Regions from separate parts of the Mus musculus genome. Here region 2 is linked to region 1. A link is a contact called in public HiChIP or PLAC-seq data. All regions are on one chromosome and are shown on one strand. Each heading gives the region's core, a stretch centred on a gene start, on an enhancer-like site or on the middle of the called end of the contact. The rest is flanking DNA. Distances are from core to core; before and after follow the strand shown. Region 1 holds the start of Adam33 (a disintegrin and metallopeptidase domain 33). Region 2 has its middle 48 kb from the start of Rnf24.

The links. HiChIP or PLAC-seq counts read pairs in DNA pulled down with a chosen protein or histone mark.
Region 2: a contact with region 1 is called in an H3K27ac HiChIP or PLAC-seq map of extraembryonic endoderm stem cells, with 4 times the contacts expected there. The contact joins the enhancer-like site here to the promoter of Adam33 in region 1. A contact is called at or near these places in 3 of 39 promoter capture datasets (the HPC-7 cell line, cranial neural crest and second pharyngeal arch cranial neural crest), 1 of 15 datasets of contacts at CTCF or cohesin (large pre-B cells), 2 of 484 Hi-C or Micro-C datasets (embryonic stem cells and nephron progenitors), 14 of 115 datasets of contacts at active chromatin or transcription factors (bone marrow-derived macrophages, cardiomyocytes, differentiating embryonic stem cells and 7 more) and 3 of 9 other capture datasets (adipose tissue, embryonic stem cells and liver).

What each region holds. Positions count from the first base shown.
Region 1 is chr2:131,061,511-131,067,835 of GRCm38.p6, forward strand. It overlaps Adam33 (a disintegrin and metallopeptidase domain 33), which reads right to left and starts at 2,304. Exons shown (of 21, transcript NM_033615.3): 1 at 1,905-2,304. The coding sequence starts at 2,004. It also overlaps a transcript of Siglec1 not described here.
Region 2 is chr2:131,397,114-131,403,742 of GRCm38.p6, forward strand. No RefSeq gene overlaps it. Among named protein-coding and RNA genes, the nearest start is that of Rnf24, 48 kb to the left of the region's middle. Within about 2 kb of position 1,613, at least 3 of the 459 cell types and tissues checked have an H3K27ac peak or open chromatin away from gene starts, as enhancers often do. A contact at or near this core is called in extraembryonic endoderm stem cells, where this site is marked.

The sequences.
Region 1 (6,325 bases), core at 1,054-3,553:
AGGCAGCCTTGGGTATTTTTAGACTGGGTAGTAGATGCCTTTATGGTGAGGGAGGTGTTTGGAGGCCTCCTTTGCCATCTGAGTAAGACAGCCACCAAATGTCTGTCCCACAGCTCCTGACTCCCATTAGGGTTGATGCTGGTGTTGGGACTCTGACGGACCTGGCCCAGAACCTGAAGGAGCTAGGGTTCAGAGGCTCAGTGATCCTGGGCCAGGCGTTTCCAAGGGGCTCCAGGAAGAGAATCGGAGCCAAGCATTACTCAGACGGTGTTGGAATGTTCTTCAGGAATGTTCCTACCTCCCCTCTCCTATCTGGTCCCAGAAACACTCACAGGACCTATCCTGCAGGAGCCAAGCTCCTGCAGAGATAGCAGCAAGCCCACTTATCCCTCTGCCGCTGCATCTTCCAGTTGGCACAGGTTACAGAAAAAAAAAGGAAAAAAACATAGAAACCCCAGCCACTCCAGCTCTGGCCTTGCCTGAGTGGAGAGCTCTGTTGGCTCAGCCCTTCCTGGGTCATCCCAGCTCCTTGTTCCACCGCCTCCCTAGATCCCAGACATCAAGATTCTGGAATGGGAGCTGGAGAGGTGGATCGGGGATTGAGAGCACTCGCTGTTCTTCCTGAGGACCGGGTTCAGTTCTCAGCACCCACATGGTGCCTCATAACTATCTGTAACCCCAGCTCCAGGGGATCCGCCTCTCTCTTCCGGCCCCCAGGTTTTCCTGGTACCTCCGCGGTACACAGATGCATGTGCAGGCAAAACGCTCATATACATTTTCAAAATCTGAAATAGCAGCAGCTCCAGGAACCTCGTCCTTAAAGTCACATGTGCTTCGTAATTAGTGAGCCATGTGCAAGTGGGGATGTGCAAGTGTGGCTTTGGAATGGAGGCTGAAGAGAGAGAAGGGAGAGGAGGAGAAGGAAGGACAGAGAAGCCTTCCTGGAGGTTAAAGATCTCTCCGCCAAGAGAAGGCTTAACTGAGTATGGAGAACCAAGTCTTGCTGGCCTCGGATTACCAAGGGTGCAGGATAAGGATTCAGGTGTGAGTGTTCTCTGTGCAGCCCTGCAAGACAAGGAAGGAGGCAAGCTAGGAGTCCGGTGGACTAAAGTGGAAACTGAGGAAGCCAGTCTGCATTAGGAAACACAGAGGCTCTCTCTCCTCACCATTAACTATCCGCAGGCTAAAGGCAATACAGCTGTCAGTCAGCCCCCTCAGAAGCCTTACGGAAGCAGCAGTCAACAGATATGGGGTGGTTTCCAGACTGCCCAATATCCAGCCCTCAGCCCTTACTGCCTCCTCCCCGGTGGTCCTTCTGCCTTCTGGCCAGCCTAGTGCTTGCTATGTGGAGTTTGGAGATTCACCCTACAGGCTTGGAGATGCTAAGAGCCCTGTCGTCCCGGAGTAAGGAGAGGTTACAGTAGGAAGAGAAAGTGGTAGCCCCAGGCACGGCTAGGCAGACACCCCTGTTTGAAGAACTGCCACATAAGGCAACTGTATAAACACCATACACACTGCCCAGACCCAGCATGAGAAGAGGACGAGCCGAATGAGACAGCTAGGCCTGTGGGCAGACCAGGACTCCAAGGACCCCAGGTCCTTCCAGGAGCAGGGAGACACTCTGGCCTGGCAGTTTGGAAGTGCAGAAGCTTCCGGACAGAGCTGGGCAGCACTGAGGAAAGGGTAGTGTTGCCTATTTGCTTTGCTAAGTAAGTGTGGGCAAGTCTGCTCCAGGGCCAACCCTTACCAGGAGCACAGACCCTTCCCACATCCTGTCCTGGCCAGGTAGCCGAGGGTCGGGAACTCTATGTTCTGTAGTTGCACTGGAACCCATGACCACCACCACTTCACCCTGCCCTAGAGCCGCCCCCCCCCCCCCCCCCCCCCGCCGCCTGTATCCTCACCTGGAAACATCCGAGCGCTCCGCAGCGGACACGAGGGCAGCAACAGCGGCAGCAATAGCAGCACCGGAGACCCCCCGGGTCTCCCGCACCTCGAGCCCATGGCTGGGAGTGCCTTTCCCTCTCACTCTTGCTGTGCTGTTGGCTCCACCCCGGCTAGAGGGGGCCGCCTCCTCCCGCCCTCAGCGGGCCTCGCGCCACCTCACAGGAGCGCAGGAGTGTGGCCCTACCCTGGCCCGCAAAACAGGAGTCCGCGCTGCGGGAGCCAGGATGACCCTCCCTGGCGTTATCTGCAACAATCCTATCCACGCTGGCCAAGGGAGGCGAGGGCGGAAAGTCCGGGAAGGTTCTTAGAGAACCTCTCTGGTGCTGAATAGAGGCACTAGCTAAGTGATCCCCACAGCTGCTCTGTCTGCCTAGCACACATCTCTGGTCGCAGTCTCCCTAGTGACATCTGGATTCTCCTTTCTACCCAGGATCTGTCTACCTGCACCTAGTGTCCCACAGCAGTGAAGCTGTCCCACTGCAGCTGAGATGCATCTGGGTACCTAGGGGTCTTGTGGTGGCCGCGTTGCTGAAGTCTGTGGTTCCTGGTAAAGGCAATGCAGTGGTGGGCACAGGGCAGAGGAACAGCGATGGCCAGGACAGAATTGTTCTATACCACAGACCCCCAGGCATGAGGGACCCTTTCCCAAATTTTAAGGACATTGCTTTCGTGTTGAAAAGATCACTTCGTACACTTGGTATGATTTCGGATAGCAAGAGATTTAACTTTGAAATAAGATGATTAATAATTTCGTTCTGAGAATATGGAATGTAAAAGTTCCAACGGCAGAAGAAAAAACATTTATACGATTCGAACATCAAATGCTGGGATTAAAGGCGTGGTGGTGCACGCCTTTAATCCCAGCACTCGGGAGGCAGAGGCAGGCGGATTTCTGAGTTCGAGGCCAGCCTGGTCTACAAAGTGAGTTCCAGGACAGCCAGGGCTACACAGAGAAACCCAGTCTCGAAAAAACCAAAACCAAAAACAGAAAACCAGTATGATAGGTCAGGCAATTGGATCGAGACAGGACACTCAAGATAGCTAGCCTGTGCAATATAGAAAGAAGTCTCATGGAAGAGAGAGGGAAGGGAAGGAGGGGGGAGAGAGAGAGAGAGAGAGAGAGAGAGAGAGAGAGAGAGAGAGAGAGAATGAGAGCGAGAGAGCGAGCGCACCTCAGTTGATACAAGATTGGGGCCCTGAGTTCCATCCCCAGCATCCCATAAATTGGGTGTAGCAGCACACACCTGTATCCCAGCAGAGAGGCAAAAGACAAGTTCAAAGTCCTATATGGAAAAAGTGTGAGATCAGCCTGGAGACCTGGTGTGTGGCAGTGGGGTGAGGGGTGTCATCAAGGAGAAGGCTTAGTAAGTAAAGGACCTGCGTTGGTTCTTGAGTTCAAGTCTCCAGCAATCAGAGAAAGCCAGAACCATTGCACAAACTTGTAAGCCAAGTGTTGGACTGGACAGAGACAGGCAAATGTTTGAGGTCCAGGTTCAGTAAGAGACCCTATCTCAAAAAATCTGATGGAGAGTAACACTGGAAGAACTCAGAGTGAGTCACACATGCACACACAGGTGAATGTGTATACAAAGGGGGCAGGGAGGGAGAATGAGAGGAGACTGGGAGATATCTGTAGTTCATGTCTGTAATTCTAGCACTTCAGAGGCAGCTGGAGCTACACAGCAAGACCCCGTCTCAAAAACAAACCCAAGCCTGACAGTGGTGAGGTACACCTTTAAGCCCAGAGGCAGGAGAATCTCTGAGTTCAAGGGCAGCCTGAGTGAGTTCCAGGACAACCAGGGCTCCACAAAGAAACACTGTCTTGAAAAAAACCAAAACCAACCAAACAAAAAAGAATCAAAAACAACCACCACCACTACAACAAAGCAAACAAGGGAGAAGGTATAAAATGCTTAGGAGAGTCTTCCTTTAGTCTCCATCCTTTGGGTACTCCTTCCCCACAGAAAGCCACTACTACCAATTTCTTACATAAGCTGCTGTTTTAGACACAGGTTTTTTTTTTTTTTAAATATAGTAACATATTCATGTGTAGCTCATTTTTCTAGTGAGTGGTTGGTCCTTCTTTTAACAGTTTAAAGGACCTCTATGTTTAAAGGCGATTGGCCCTTGTCTGGAGTATGGGTTGTATTTTCCCAATTTGTGAGTTTTACCCAACCTATTGCCTATTACCTATGGCCATTTATTCTTGTCGATAAGTAGTTTCCAATTGTATGACTATGGTCACAGTGTTCCATGGACTCTTCTGCCGCTAGACAGCCCCTGGGTCTGAATTTGAGATGGTTACAAGGGTGATTGGCTCTGCTCCCTGGGTGCTGGGATTAAAGGCGTGCACCTCCACACCCAATTTGTTCTGTTTTGTAAGAAATGAGGTTTTATTGTGTTGCTCAGGCTGATCTCAGTCTCCTGGCCTCAAGGTATCCTCCCATGTCGATACACAGCACAAGGCGTAGGAAAAGTGGCAGATTTTTTTAAATTAAGTTTTCTTTCCAAAATATAGATTCAGAAATGTGAGATTTTCACAAAGTGAACCTGCTCACTTCCCTGGCTCTCGAATCTCCATTGTGGCTCCCGCCCATCCCTTTTGCCCACCAGTGGCTGTTGTATTGACTTCTATCCCATTCCTTAACTATACCTGTCCTTGGTCTTCGCTGTGAACTTGCTTGGGCTGAGAATCACCTTGTTCCGGGCACATCAGGTCAGTGAGGGTGTTTCCAGAGAGTTTTAACAGAGACCAGAAGACCCACTCCAAATGTGGGTGGCAATACCTGATGTTCTGTCATCCTGGACTGGGTAGGAAGAGGAAAGTAAGAAGCAAACGGCACCCCCACCTCTCTGTCTGCTTCCTCGCCGACACAAAGTGACCAGGGCCTCCCACTCCTGCCCCCTCAGCTAGAGACACTTGCTGCCATCTTTCCAACCACTCTGAGACTGTGCCTACTAACCGTGACCCAAAATAAATGTTTCCTTCCTTAAGGTTGCCTTTGTTAGCTCCTTTAATAGAGCGGTAGGACATGTAACTGCCACAGGCAGCCATCGCTGCCAGCCCCTCCCACTGACCGTCTGAGAACCACACTCAGCTGTAGGCACAGCTCTCATAGCTGTGTGGGCGTAGCTCTGTCTACTCGGTCATTCCCCTGCTGCCGAGCATTTATTGTTTTCAGTTCCTGGCTGATGGGTAGCACTGTTATGAACATCCTAGTACAAATCTCAGGGTGACACGCGCCTTCATTTTTCCTGAGAAAATGCCCAAGGATAAAATGCTAGGGCCAAGGGAAGAATATTTCACCATTAAGAGACACTGGTCAGGACTGGAAAGATGGCCCAGTGGTTAAGAGCACTGACTACTCTTCCAGAGGTCCTGAGTTCAATTCTCAGCAACCACATGGTGGCTCACAACCATCTGTAATGGGATCCAATGTCCTCTTCTGGTGTGTCTGAAGACAGTGACAGTGTACCTACATACATGAAATAAATAAATAAATATCTGAGAGAGACAGACAGACAGACACTGGCTAGTCATCTCACAATGTTCTCATGTTTAAAATATGATACCATTTGTATAAAGCAGAAACACAGGAAAAATAAAATCTGTGGTATTATATTTGATTTTTAAATTAACTTGATTAGTGAAGTTAGCAGCTACACTGGGCAGGGGTTGGGAGTGGGGTACTCTGAAGTGCTGGTATTTCTGGTTTTGTTTTTTGTTTGTTTGTTTTTTTATCTTATTTATATTACATAGAAAGCCATTTTGCTAATACACTTACCATGTGTATATATTGTGCTTGAATTACAGCTAAGTAATTATTTCTGAGGGGCTTTAGACTACTGAAGATTGGGCCCAATGAGCCCCACCCCAAGTAGTCTCCAACATCCCTCTTGGAAGTACTTGAGAGCAAAGATTCAAGTCACATGTCCCCAAACCCTCAGCAGCCACCACCCTTTAGGTGTGGCTTTTGCTCTCGGTCATCCTGGAACATCTTGCCATCTTTGGTTTGTTCTCTCCCTGTCTTGCCTCTGGTAGAGCTGGGTTTCTGTGCTTCTATTCAACCATGTACAAGAACCATGTGCCACCTGCCATGTGCCAAGCCTGTGCCAGTCCCTGTGAGCGAGCAGCCCACCCCGTGAGTTATCATGTGAGGAGCTATGAGGAGCAGGAAGGGGCCCGGATGACTTCAGCAGACAGTATGAAGCAAGCACTGTGCGATTTATGCTCCCTGGCCACATGCCCACAGATGGTGTCTGAGACACTAGCGTTTAATATTTGAATTCTCCACATTCTAGCCTAGACATTTTGGTTGCAAGAAGAAAATTGACTCCAGTTGTATCCTGGAATGAAATTTATTGGAGGAAAATACTG
Region 2 (6,629 bases), core at 363-2,862, 330 kb after region 1:
TCCATGGTCATTGCTGATGCAGAGGCCGTGGAGGGGTGCTGCTTGCTGGCTTGCTCCTCATGACTTGCTCAGCCTGCTTTCTTATAGAACCCAGGACCACCTGCTCAGGAGTGGAAACACCCACGGAGGCCTGGATCCTCTTACATCAATCATTAACTGAGAAAATGTCCCACACACTTGCCTAAAGGCCAATATGATAGAGGCATTTTCTCATATGAGGCTTCTCTTTCCCGGGTGATGCTAGCTTGTGTCAAGCTGACAGTAAATGACCCGTACCATGTCCCACCATGGAGCCTGGCCTCTCCTCCCTACTGGCTAGGATGGCTCTCACTCTTTCTTCTTCCCTGGCTGTATTTTGACTCTTGACTTAGAGTTCAAAGTTAACTGTGTCAGGCAGGGGATGAAGTGCGCAGATAAGGCAGTGTCAGTCAGTTGGAGCTTTGAAAAGTCAACCCAGGATTGCGTCAATGTTAAGAACTGTAGAAACTAGATTAACAGCAGCCTGCGTGCCTACCAAAAGAAAAAGTGACTAACATATGGTCTGTTCATGTTCTAGGAATACTGTGAGTGGTGTAAAAGAAAGCTCCCAGACAAGATGATAAAGGAAAATGCATGTTGTAGAAGACACTTCTAGAGCAAGAGCTCATGTAAACAGAACAATCCCTAGTGTGGCTCTAAGTGCATAGAAAAGGTCTTTGCCTGAAAGGAAATAGAAACACAGGCAAAGGGATTGGAGCCCTAGTTGTAATATTCTAACAACAACAACAACAACAACAACAACAACGACTTCTTCTTCTTCTTCTCTTCTTCTTCTTCTTCTTCTTCTTCTTCTTCTTCTTCTTCTTCTTCTTCTTCTTCTTCTTCTTCTCCTTCTCCTTCTCCTTCTCCTTCTCCTTCTCCTTCTCCTTCTCCTTCTCCTTCTCCTTCTCCTTCTCCTCCTCCTCCTCTTCCTCCTCCTCCTCCTCCTTCTTTTTTTTTTTTTTTTTGGTTTGGTTTGGTTTTTTTGAGAGAGGGTTTCTCTGTATAGCCCTGGCTATCCTGGAACTCACTTTGTAGACCAAGCTGGCCTTGAACGCAGAGATCTGCTTGCCTCTGCCACCCAAGTGTTGTAATTAAAGGTGTGTGCAACCATGCCTGGCTACATAACTTGAATCCTTAAAAAATAAAATATGAGGGGCTGGAGAGATGGCTCTATGGCTAAGAGCACTGACTGCTCTTCCAGCTGTCCCAGGTCCCCCCAGCACCCATGGCATTGCACAACTCTCTGTAACTCCAGTTCCAGGGATCCGATGCCTGACGTCTGTGGGCATCAGGGAGGCACACACACCAGGTGCACATACACACATGTAAGTATAACACTCCTATACATACATGTAAGTATAACACTCCTATACATACATGTAAGTATAACACTCCTATATATAACATAAAATAAATAAATCTAAAATTTTCATCTGATTTTGTAAGATTTGTGGTAGCTCAAATGACCACTGTTGTAAAAAGTTAAGTAAATGTGTTCTTTTCCCAGAATTTGCCTCACTGCAAGGTGTGCTAAGAGATAGTTCTCTGATTGTTTAGGAAAGCCCACACAATGTCTCTGGTCCTTAAGTTTATCCACTAAGAGATAGTTCTCTGATTGTTTAGGAAAGCCCACACAATGTCTCTGGTCCTTAAGTCTGCCCCCTTAATGCGGTTAAAGGTTAACCAATGATAAACTGCCAGCCCTAAACTGTGACAGAAAACTTCTCTAAAAAATGTATAGCCAGGCATGGTGGCGCATGCCTTTAATCCCAGCACTTGGGAGGCAGAGGCAGGCGGATTTCTGAGTTCGAGCCAGCCTGGTCTACAGAGTGAGTTCCAGGACAGCCAGGGCTACACAGAGAAACCTTGGGAAAAAAATGTATAAAAGGTGTGTGCTTTAGCTACTCTGGGTCGCTTCTATCCCGATTTCAGGACAACCACAGCATGCTGGGTCAATAAACCTCTTGCTTTTTGCATCCATCTCCGTCTCTACATCTCTGTGAGTGGGACATCCCAGATGTAAGGCTTTTTGGGTCTTACAATTTATTTATGCATATTCTGTTTATGTTCTCAGAGCCATGCTGGGAGAGCCATCGATCAACTGACTGAGCAAATATTGGCTATGCATATGATTATGACTTAATCAGACTTCTCTGGCTTGGCCACTTACGAGAATGGTGTCATCATTTTCTCCATTTCAGTCATATGACTGCACGTGATCAGTGATGACTGTCAGGTCAAGTGATCATCACTCTGTATGGATTCTCACCTTTTCTGTTAGTATAATCGGAATATGGCCAAGCTGTGTGATCTCGAGCAAATGACTTAACCTCTCTGACATTTGGCTGTTATCTTGGCCTAGGTCTCCTGAAGAAGAGCTTGAGAATAAGATTTATGAAGAAGTAGTTTTTTTTTTGTTGTTTTTTTTTTTTGTTTTTTGTTTTTTTTTGCGAATGTGACACCAGGAAGCAGGAAAGAGGGACAAAGGACTGAATCTGAGAAGACAGCCCATATGAGATGGATCACCAAGTTGGCTAATGCTGCAGGTGTCCAGGGCTCCATGCCATCATGACCTTCCCCATGAAGCCTTCTGAAATAGTTCAGATTTTTTTTTTCTGAATAACAAGCATTTACCCACTGGTTCCTATTGATGAAAAGAGGCCCACAGACTCTGAGTTCCCCACACTTACGAGATACATATGCCCCTTGGTTATCCTGCCTATCTATATTTGGGAAATGTGTTTGCTAGGTTTTTAATCAACATAATCTAGAGTCACCAGAGAAGAAGGAACCACAGTTGAGAAAATACCTCATTGCCTGGGATCTCTGACCTCATAGTCTTAGTTTAATTGGTAAATCTGAAATTAGTTGGCACACCAGAAATGAAGGAAGGGGGAAAGGGTCACTCTGCCAAGGAGAAAGAAGTCATTGCTCTTGGCCATCAAATTCAAGGAAGACATCAGAGAACCATTTTGTAAACAAAGGTCTTACTGGGTGGTGATTAAAACATTTGCATCAATCTTACAAAGTGGGGGTGGTATAAAAAGATTTGAATTCCTTGTCCGAAACACAAGTTTCATAGTATATGATAGAAAATTTCATACTTTATGTTTCTTACAGTGCTTAAGAAACATAACTTACTTTATTTGCTTATTTATTTATTTATTTATTTATTTATTTATTTATTTGAGACAGTTTCACTGTGTAGCCTTGGCTGACTTGGAACTTGCTATGTGGATCAGGCTGGCTTCAACTCACAGAGGTCTACCCGCCTCTGCCGTCTGAGTGCTGAGAGGAAAGGCCTGTGCCACTCCAGGTCCTACTTTGTTTTTTTGATAGAGGATCTGGGACGCCAGACTCACTGATCAGGCTATGGCTGGCTTGCAAGACTCAGACATCTGTCTATCTCCAGCTCCCAGTACTGTGATCACAAGCATATGCCTCCACACCCAGCTATTTGCACAATTTTAGGCACGCAGGTCCTCATGCAGTAAGCACACAACCAATTGGTCTACCTCCCTAGCCTTACAGAATTTATTGGCTTAGAACCCTACTCATCTAATCTCACGGATGTATGGATGTATGGCTCTTCTGTGTGCTTCCTCTGTCTAGGTTGGTAATCCAATCTTAGTAGCTCTCTCACATCTCTATGGGCAGCTGGCTGGGGGCTGGTTCAGATGGTTGTCATCTGGCTGATCCTTGCCTGGGTCAGTGGGGTCCTTGAGTAACATGATTTTTCATCCCTTAGAAGGCTATTGAGGGCGTACTTTTGGAGTGACTGCACAGATTCCCCAGGGAAGTAAAAATTCACACAGATTTCTGTCAAGTTGTCAAGCCAAACAACCCTCAGGAAGAGTCTAGATCCAGGATGTTCCCTAATGGGAGATGATAATACAAAGTCATAATGCAAAGGGCATATGCTGGGAGGGGACACAGGAAGGGGAATAACTGGTCACTTTTGCAAAAGTGGTCACTATCACAAAGGTTCAAGGGAAGTCGGTGGAAGGGAGACTAAAGAGTCCAAGAGATTGGAGGACTGGTTGGGAGTTGCTTAGTAGTGACTAGAGAGGGATGGGGTTTGCCTCCATTCCAAGATTGGTAGGTGTTGGTGGGTGGCGGGATGCTTTAAGGGATAGGAGAAAACAGGTCTCTGGATTTGAAGCCTCTGGATCCCTGAAGGCCTGTAACAATTAACAGAGCTGGGGATGTCAGCAAGTGACTGCTGGACAAAAGATCTGTCTGATGGTCTCAGTGAGTTGGAAGCCACTACTGGGAAGATGTGAGGCTCTGATAACACAGCAGTTGGGCAGTTCAGGTGAGATGTTGGGCCCTGAGGCCTCTGATGCTCCAGGCTGGAAGCTCATTGTTTAGCTCTTTCTTAGGCTTGTTGATTGCTGCAGAACAGAAGGAATTCTAAGCTTGTACTGTGTGGAGGCATCTTGTAAATCTTACGGACCACACATTTCTTCATGAGTTTATAGTTTGGTTTTTAATTTAAGAGACATTAGCTACACAAAGGAGGAACCTAGGGACGAATGAAAAAGGAGAAGGGATCGGTTTTGGGGGGGAGAGCTGATGTCAGGGAGAGAAGAAGGATCCACAGGGCAGGATATGTCTTCTTCAACAGAGTCCCTGTAGCTTAGGGTGGAAGAGGGTCAATATGGCAGCAGGGTTGGGTGCTGGGCTGTAGCTGGCTCTGTCAGAGTTGGAGTGGGGACAGTATTATGGTGGAAAAATTAGCCTTCCTGCTTAATGCTCTGGCTAAGGCTCCTGGGTGGTCTGTACTGACGTCAGCACAGCCCCCACCCCTTTCCTCTTTGCTGCTCTGAAAAGTCCAGCAACATCATGGCTTCCAGATGTGATTTCCAGATGTGGCCTGGAACATTTCCAGAAGGACCAAGGATACAGGGGCAGCAACAGCTAAGCAACAGCTAAACTTCCCCCCAACTCTTTCTCCAATGGCTGCCCCTCCCTGATTTCTATCGTTAGGCCAGTGTATCAGGTACCCACAAGCCCTGGGGGATGGGTAGGTAAATACCAATTCCAAAGTAACCTGAGCTGGACAGACACATCTTTACTCACGTTGGAAAGAATTTTAGGGCAGCAGAGAGCTCTCGGATGTTTCTGTTGTGAGCTGTCCCAGCAGCTCCAGGAGGAGGAAGTGAGCTATCTCCTGTGCTGAGGACCTGCCAGGGCTCTGGACTAGCGGACAGCTGCTGAAAGCCTCCCCTAATGGTAACAGCCTGGGCTCTGGTGTTTTACAGGGCTTTTACAGTATGAACAAAGGCCACGGGCCACCAAAACCAGGTGGGTGGCAGCTCTCTGATGCCTGAGCCAGCGCGTCTCAAGTAGACCTACACCTCATTTTTCTAATACTCTTGTTAACATGAAGACACTGACTGGGTGTATCTGGAATGGAGCCTCAGATTCTACATTTAAGAAAATGGTTTTCTAATTACATTAAAAAGCTGTGTGTGTGCATGACTCACTAAGCGCATTCTACAGTGAAGGTGTGAAGGTCAGAGGACAATTTGTGGGAGTTGGTTCTCTCCTTCCACCATGTTTGGGTTTGAAAGCAGCTGGAGAGGGATGGCATGTGGATGCCCTGGGTTTGATCTGCAACACATGTGTGCATGCATGTGAACACACACATACATACGTGTACACACACACACACACTCACAATCAAGGAAATAAAAATGGCTACTAGTCATTGCTAGGAAAAATTAAAACAGAATGCAGCCAGACAGTATGTAAATGAATAGGTATGGCCGTGTTCCAAAGGCAAAAGAAAAGAAAAAAGAAAAAGGAAAAACATTAAACAAAATAGGCAGTGAGCTAGGTTTTATTGTAGTTTGTTGACCCTTGGCCTTGAAGGAACACCATAGATATCTAGCCACCTTCGGAAGTCATGAGTAAAAACATGTTAGTTGAGTACAAATGTTAAAGACAGAGCACTGAGCAAACTCTGAGTGTGTGGATGCTGGGGAGAGTAGTACGTCAGTCAGAGTCCTGGCAGGAAAACAGAAACCATTTAAACAGAGGCAATTAAGTGCACGTAGTCAGTTGTAGGGGTGATGAAGAGCCTGGAAGGTAGTCACGGCAGTCAAGGAAGTTAGCAATGGCATAGAAATTGTTACTGATCCTTTGAAGCAGGGAAGGACCTAGGACACTACTAGAAGCAGGGACCATATAGCTACTGGGTGACTGTAGCTCATGCTGTCTCCCTCCTTTGCCCTTCCCTCTGTCACTCACTGGTCACCAAGCTATGATCTGGTGTGAGCATGTGACAGCCAGCTCCTGCTGTATAGGCTGATCGGGGAAAGGTGAGAAGGCTTAGGCTCAGCTGAAGGGACATCATCTGGAGTAATGTCTGGAATGTTAGGTCACTGATTGGCATAAGGAGGGAGGGTGATAGTCTGGGTGCAGGCTTAAGGTATCTGAGAGGTATAGAATGTAGGGAGGATATTCCCTTAAGCCAGATTTGATACTGACTTTATAGCAGGCTTTGGCAAATATGTGTCACATAGTCTTGTTTTGCCTAAAAATAAAATGTAAAAACCATTCTTAGCTCCCAAGTGACATAAAAACCAAGTCACAGGCAGCCA